2 separate regions of the Mus musculus genome follow, and region 2 is linked to region 1. A link is a contact called in public HiChIP or PLAC-seq data. All regions are on one chromosome and are shown on one strand. The core of a region is the stretch at or near the end of the contact, and the rest is flanking DNA. Distances in the headings are between cores, read along the strand shown. Region 1 has its middle 18 kb from the start of Gm41112. Region 2 has its middle 3.7 kb from the start of Gm32224.

What was found. HiChIP or PLAC-seq counts read pairs in DNA pulled down with a chosen protein or histone mark.
Region 2: an H3K27ac HiChIP or PLAC-seq map of large pre-B cells shows a contact between it and region 1, with 3 times the contacts expected there. The contact joins two enhancer-like sites. A contact is called at or near these places in 1 of 15 datasets of contacts at CTCF or cohesin (CD8 T cells), 11 of 484 Hi-C or Micro-C datasets (B cells, DN2 thymocytes, the N1E-115 cell line and 4 more) and 1 of 115 datasets of contacts at active chromatin or transcription factors (large pre-B cells).

Annotation. Positions count from the first base shown.
Region 1 is chr14:25,030,552-25,034,559 of GRCm38.p6, reverse strand. No RefSeq gene overlaps it. Among named protein-coding and RNA genes, the nearest start is that of Gm41112, 18 kb to the left of the region's middle. Within about 2 kb of position 1,464, at least 53 of the 459 cell types and tissues checked have an H3K27ac peak or open chromatin away from gene starts, as enhancers often do.
Region 2 is chr14:25,122,457-25,126,232 of GRCm38.p6, reverse strand. No RefSeq gene overlaps it. Among named protein-coding and RNA genes, the nearest start is that of Gm32224, 3.7 kb to the left of the region's middle. Within about 2 kb of position 2,127, at least 20 of the 459 cell types and tissues checked have an H3K27ac peak or open chromatin away from gene starts, as enhancers often do.

The DNA.
Region 1 (4,008 bases), core at 215-2,714:
CCTTAGGCAGATTCTTTTGAGTCTAAAGCCACATCCATATGCTGCTCAGGGCATGAATATTGCACACTAACAGGATAAGAAAATGAAGGTGTAAGGAAAAAAAGAATACTAGCCCCAGACCTTGGGATAATTGAAAAACAAAAAAGAGCAAATCCTCCCTCCTCCAGACTTCCTGACACCAAGGACCAGTGAGGTGGCTTAATGACCCTGAGGATGTGCAAGGTCAGGGGGAGCAGTCAAGGGACAGATGGTGAGACAGGTACAGTTGGGCCCTACCTTAGCACCCAAGAACTTCTGGGAGGAACAGATGAAGCCTGGGAATAGAATCGTACTCTGAAAATTGCCCAGCAATAATGGATGGGTGGCAACCTGCTCTCTTCACCCATCCTAGAGCCTGTGTCTGGCTGGAGCTGAGACATCTTGAAAATAGTTTTGCCCTTCCTAAACGCCCATGGAATTTGGTTGCCATGTGGCAGCACTGGAAGATGAGGCCTTGAAGACAAGATTAAGTATGTATCATTTGCAGCAAGAGTAAGGCCATTCTGCCAGTGGCTTAATGCTTGCCGAAGTGGATTAGTTACTCGAGAGAGCAGGTTGCTGTAAGCCGAGGCATCTCTCCTGTTGTGTCCCTTCGGCACGTGCTACCTGTCAACTTCGTGTTTACGATGAGGCCCTTGTCACTTGCTGCCACCTAATCTTAGACTTCCAGCCACCAGAACCATGAAGGCTCTACTCGAACCTCTATCATTTAGAAATAACCCAGTCTCCGGTATTTTGGTATAGCAACAACAAAGAGACAGACACAAGTGCTGCCCAGCTTCTGTTCCTGTGGAAGGGATGCGTGCAAGCTATTACAGTGTGGAGAGTTTGTCCCTATTCATGCAGGTACCATTTCTTCTTAATTATTATAACCTACCTCACAGCTTTCCAAATACCCACACATATGGAGTAACATAATCGCTGTGTGAGGACAATAGGTTCTAGTCTCCGGTCATGCGTATGACATGGGCTACGTCCCAAAGTGATCGTAGAATTGAGGTTCAAATGGCCAGCCCTTCTCCAGCATCCACAGCCCGTCCATTCTAGATCTGCTCAGTTGCTCCATGGCCACCTCTCTTTGGGTTATTCAGGTAGATACAAACATGTCCGGCCACCTTGGATCACCCAGAGAGAAGCTTGCAGCTGGGAACGAGGTTAGCTGATCTCTTAGTGTGACCTCCATCCTATCCCCATGTCATCTCCTGGGTGTTCTTGTCTCAGGGGCTCTGGCAGTTGTGAGATGAGGAGCTTACATCTCCTCTACCAACACTGAGGAGCCCACATTTTCTCTATGCAGCATGTGGCTTTTCCTCTAAGGTAGAAAGGAGCGGATGGAGGGACAAAATGAGACATCCTTCCTTACCTTTGAACTTGAAGTGTGTACATCTGCACCACATGGCCCTGTCTGAGTTCCCCAAACCACCAGGACTGAGCAGAGCAGGATGTGGGGTGGTGACGGGGTGACAGGGGACTGGGCCTCTTAGTGCTGGTGCTTGTACTGGTGTCCATGAGAGTTTTTCTAAGGGACAAGCAAGCCAATAGTCTACCCCACCCAAGATCACAGCAAGAGTGCTTAGGGACACTGCTCACCAAGAAATGCAGGATGGTGTTTGTCACAGAGTCCAGCCAATTGTAAAATCACCCACCTCGCATACCACTGTTCCCTCTCCTGCCAGCCCCACTGAGCACTTAAGAGCAAGTGGGGGCAGCAGCTCACCCTCTACCAGCTGAGACCCAGAATGCAATTAGACATGATGACCCAGACCAGTGTCCTAGAGACCCGGAGGCTAAGGACTTAGGAGTCTAAAGAGGAATAGCATGTGCTGGCTGGAGTATCACTGGGAAATTGTTGCTGGCATACAGAGCCTTGTCTTTATAATCTACCACATCTGGGCTTGGGGGGAGAACCCCACCAGATGTTCAGAAAGCAGTTTTCCTCATTCTTTATAAAGCACAACAATGTATTGTGGTCAAATGCAAATGTGTGTGTGTGTTCAAAGCATGTGCTCTTGGTGTTTAAAGGATGTTGCATCCTATATGATGACACTTAGGGCCATAAATCACACCCACAGTGGGGCAGGGTGGAGGACAAGACAACTGTGCTCCTCCCTGCTCCCTCTGCTGTCTCGGTGCCCGTGATTTCTCTGCCTCTTTCCAAGCTGCATCATGTTGGAATCTTCAATAAGCCGAATCCAGGAGTGCCCTTCCTACACCCCATCTGCTGGGAACAGGCTTCAAGTCTCTCCCTGCTTCAGAGCACGGATCAGGCACAGCCCAGGGCATGATTTGTTTTCTCTACGTGTAGTGCCTTCAACAGTGGTTAATTTATAAATTAGGCACCATGAAAGATGAGGCACAACAACTGGTAACAAAACGGAGCAGTTGTAACAATATATTGTAGCGAGTTATGTGAGTGAGCTGCCTCTCTTTTGCTCCCTCTCAAACTATTTTTTTAATGCGGCATTTAAGCACAAGCCCTCATATGGCAATTGACCTGAGAACTAAGAAGACCATGAAATGACTAATGGGTGGATAGTGGATGTAACATGTATTCACCGGCTGTAGGAATGATTCATAACTGGGCAAAGCAGAGTCGGGCAATATAAGATTTCATCATGCTACTCCGAATGGCACAGAATACATTAAAAAGCCTGTGTGCAGTCTCTTTCTGTAATTTTTTTTATTTAGCATTTTCAGATTGTGATTGGCCAACCGCAAGTTTACTTGTCAAGACAAGGGAAGCCATAGACAGCAGGCTCTACTGTACTCAGGTTGGAATCTTAGCTCAGCCGCCTGGCATCTGGGTGACCTTGGGTAAACTACCTACAGGCCATCCCTCTATGTCTTCCTTCCTTTTCAGGATGAGCAGCACGGGCCTGCCTGTAGGGCCCCACTCCTGGCTCATTCCGAAGGTGGGAAGATGCGGGAGAGGTATGTCCAGCTGACTTACTTGAGATAGGCGTTGTTCTCAGATGACCTTCATTGTCATGAGGGAAATAGTTGACTGCTTTTCCCAGAAATCTGAGTCCACTGGGACACCACCATCCTGCCTCAAACCCTCAAGTAGTCCTGTTACCCGAAGGACAGAGTCCCTGGGGGCTGAAGGAGACATGGGGCCACATCCCACAAAGCCATCTGGGCCTCCTTCCCACTGTGCTCTGGAAGATGCTCGCCCACCTCCTCCCATGCCGGGATCACATGGCCTGACCTGGAGTCTGTGAGCAAGGCTGTACTATCTGTTCTCCTCCATTTGATACTCACTCATCTTCTAAGCCCAGCGGAAGTCCCGGATACGTGTCAGCTCCGCTGGCTGCCTTCTGTGCTCCAGGTGAAGTTGCTGCCGTTTCTGCTCCTTGTGCAGTCTATCTGCCCTTGCCTCTATTTACCCTCTGTGCCTGACACACACCAGAGAATCCTTTTGTACAATGACACCTGGTGGTTGAATTTGGGATCCCTTATGTATCCTCTATGTCGTGTGTGTGTGTGTGTGTGTGTGTGTGTGTGTGTGTGTGTGCATGTGTATGTGTGTGTATGTATGCATGCTTGTGTGTGTGTGTGCATGTGCCTGTGCCTGTGTTTGTACATGTCTGTGTGTGTGTATGCCTGTGCATGCTTGGGTGTGCCTGTGTATATGTGCATGTGTGTGCAATGTGCATGTGTGTGAGTGTGTGTGTCTGTGTGAGTGTGTGTGTGTGTGTGTGTGTGTGTGTGTGCATGAGTGTGTGTGTGTGTGTGTGTGTGTGTAGGGGTGGTATTGGGTGGTAGTGGCCAGCATGCAGAGTGTCAGAACCAGTAGCTCATGCTGGGAACCCATCCTAGGGGAGAGACTCACCTGCATGGCATCCAGCATCCGGTGCTCCTGAGTGCAATCCTTGAACTTGGGCTGAACTCTGCCCAGGAGCATCACCCTGGGAAAAGAAACTGCATTTGCATTGATCCCCTGCAAAGCCATTCTCTTTAGGATCATAT
Region 2 (3,776 bases), core at 878-3,377, 91 kb before region 1:
GCTGAGTGTTGGAGTGTTTGTCTGGAAAGTTTTGTCATCAGACCCATGAATAACTCATTTTCCAATTTCCTAAGATGTTTTAAGATGCCCCTCCAGTGAAGCCAGGCCTGGTCATCCTCCACTAAGTCCCTGGCCCACCCTATCACCCCTCTTGGTGATCCTTAGCAGATCCACAGGCAGCTCAGAGAGAGGCACGTGCTAGGGCCTGAGGTCCCTGCTGGATCTCTTGTATATGTGTGGGGAAGCCACTCCACTATTGTCTGCTAAAGCTAAATGAGGGAGACACATGTCTATGTCCCATTCCTTACCAAGTCATTTCTCTGCCTCTCTTGTGTTTGGATTAAAGACATACTCAGTTAGCTGAGTATAGTGGTACATGACTTCAATGCCAGCACTTGGGAGGCAGAGGCAGGTAGATCCTTGTGGGTTTCTGTAGACTAGCCTGGTCTACAGAACAAGTTCCAGGACAGCCAGGGCTACGTAGTGAAACCTTGTCTCCCCTGACTCCAAACCAGGACAGTAAGTATTCATTTTTATGGTTGCAGTGTTTGTGAATCCAGTGTATAATAATCAAACAAAGACAATAACATTTCTATCCCCTTAGATCCTGACCTGTTTGTTATGTGTAGAACATTTAAAGACCTCTCATGTGCTGATTTTGAGATCTACAATATTATTGTTAACTATGTTCATCCAATTGCACACAAAAACAGTGTTGTTGTGTGTCATATTTTGTGGGGGAGTACATGCAGTCTCACATGTGTACATATGTGCATGTGTGTGCATGTGTATGTGTGTGCATGTGTATGTGATATATAGAGAGGGGGAGGGGGAAGGAGAGGAAGAGAGTGCATGTAACCAGCAGTCAAGGTCAAGTGTCCTCCGTATTGCCCAGTACCTGATTTCACTGAACTTGGAGTTCACCACGTGCCTAAAGTCACTCGGCTCCAGGCATCCTCCTGGCTCCACGTCTCTGTGCTGGGATTACAGGTGCACACTCACAGCACATGGCGTTTTACCTGTGTGCTGGAGTTTGAACTCAGGTCCTACTGCTTACACATGTGCCTTCCGACCTAGCCATCTCCCCATCCATCCCCTTGCCACGTGTTGTTTGAGTATTGTAGGTGTATGCATTTCTATGCAAAGCGCACAGCATTGGATGTTGAAAAAAATGAGCAACTTGAGGCTCAGAGAGGCAGAGCAACTTACCCGGCTCACACAGCCTCTACTTGCTGTACTTTTGCCAGATCCCCATCCCTGAGCCTAGAGGTGAAATCCCTGCTCCTTAGCCAGCATCCGTTCTTCACAAGCTACCCAGGCCATTACTGAAGTGTGAACGTTAGGAAAGAAGGCTTTGCCAGCCAGCCATGGCATGTCACCACCCTGATATACTGAAGAGGGTCATTTTCACCTCTGCCGTGTAACATTGGGTATACATTTTTCTCTTTCTGCCCCTGTGGTCCATATCTATAAAATGTGTTCAGTACCCTCCTTCTAGGGATGTGAGATACTAGTTCATTTTTTCAACCCTCTAAGTAATTTCTCTGTAAGTGATTTGCGGATTCCCAGCTCAGGACATTCCACCCCCTTTGAACCACTGCCCGAGCTCACTTTTGCATTAATATCTGACCACCCTGCCCTGCAGACCTATCCACAGAGGGATATTAAATGCACCATGCCGTTTTCTACGAAGCAGCTCTACAGCACACTCAACTCCCCACCTTGAATGTGGTTGCTACTGGGTTTCAGAAGCAATGAGAGGATCCCTAAAAAGGAAAGAGTGGGGAGGCAATGGATGGTCAGACACAAAAACAAGTGTGGATGTGTTTTTGACTGCAGGTGCAGTGCAGCCTGGGGTGGGGGCAGTAGCTGGAACAGCTAGTAGCTAACAAGGGATCGCCCCCTGCAGGGAGAAGGTGCTGGACCCCAGCATGGTGGCTAGTGGGACTTGCAGGCTCCTGGTTCCCTGATCTCAGGGCTGCCTCCACTTTGCAGCCTCTGTCCCTGAGCCTGGCTCCTGCCAACGTTTATCCACAGCAGCCTCACAGCCACTGCAGAGCAAACAAAGGCAGAGGTGCTCCTGTAGACAGCGCACCACGGCTGGGAAACAGGGGCTGTCTGTACCTTTCGATGCTGTCACCCCATTAATCTTGTACCTCTGCAGCCCTTCTGAAGAGCACACTCAGAGTGGCCCATTCATTACAGCTCTAATAACAGCGGCGGGCATGAAAGTGCCAGGCTGTGGAGGAGCCGGCCTCTGTAGCTGCACAAAGCCAATACTTTTTAAATACATTTACACAGCAATAAATAAAAGCGGTCTCAGTTTACCTCGGTATTAAACTCTATTTGCGCGTCAGAGTTAAGGGCCGCATTTGTGTCTTGCTATTCAAATTTATTCGTGTGCAGCTCTGAGCCCGACTGCATTTATTTCATCGTGTAGTAATGGTGGCTGAAGCTTAAGGGGCCTTTCATCACCAGGCTGCCCTCATTAAGGGCTCTGCTCCAGGCTCCTGGGCTCAATTCGGCCACCGTGAAGACCACCCCCATTAACCAGAGGGAAGGACAAGGCAAAGAACTGATAGGGCTTCATTAGCCTCCCCTGGCAGCTGGCTGGCCAGGAGCCAGGGACTAGTAAGGTCCCTGTCCCCCAAACTCTGCCACAGAGATGATTCCCTAAAGGGTTAGATGTATCTTCCACCCACCCTTCCTCCACGTACAATATTGAGTCCCAGGGGCATCGCTAGAGCAGGTGGGGCTCTGGCACGGCAAAGATCCATTCAAGATCATTCTGACCTTGGATGGCTTGTTTCAAGGCTGGTCAGTTTGGGAGCATGTTCACCATTGGAAGCAGTTCAATGCAACCGCTGTGGACAATTCCTTCCCTCCACAGGCAGCTCAGAGTTCAACGGGCCCCTCTGCTTTCCTTCAGAGGCTCTGGGACGAGGAAAAAGAACACCATCGATGTTCAAGCTTGGCGGGCAATAAATCTCTTGCCTGTAGCTTGTGGAAACACTGTCCAGAGGCCTTCTGATATTAGGAACCCAAAGCTCCAGAACTTCAAATCCTCGAACATTGTCCTTGGGTTGAGGCCAAGGCAAGTAGGCACATGGTACCTGCTGGCCATGGCCGGAGGACTTTCCGGGATGGGGTGGGGCTCTGTGTAGATAATAAAGACAAGGTTTGCATTTGTCGGTAGAGGAGGAATGCATGCGCCTGTGGAGGTCAGAGGTCAACTCACAACATCACTTGTACAGGAGCCCTCTACCTTGTTCCTTTGAAACAGTCTCTCCCTTGTACTTGAAGCTCTATGCTTTCAGCTATGCCGATTGACCATGGAGCCCCAGGGACCAGCTTGTCTCTCCCTCCCCAATGTTGGAATTACAAGGTCATGCCACCATAACCTTTTCACATGAGTGCTAAGGGATCCAAATTCAGGTCCTCGTGCTTGTGCAACAAGTACTTTATTGACCGTAGGGATTTGTGACATCAACGGAAGAGCCTCAAGAAGGTGTCATGAGAATACCTGGATCCCCTTACATGTGTCAAATGGTGGCATCTTATTTCCAAGCAAAATCTAGCTCTTGGTGACCTGTTCTCAAATTCACCTGGGGTGATCTTTTTACCTTGTTTCATTTGTCCTGAGTCTAGGAGACATACTAGGAAGATATTGCCTCCCCTGGAACAGCCCAGTGCCAAGGAAACAGAAAGTCTCTCCCTACAATAGGAAAGCGGAGGCCATACAGCTGGTCAGTTTTGCAGTTGAGAAACTCTAGTCT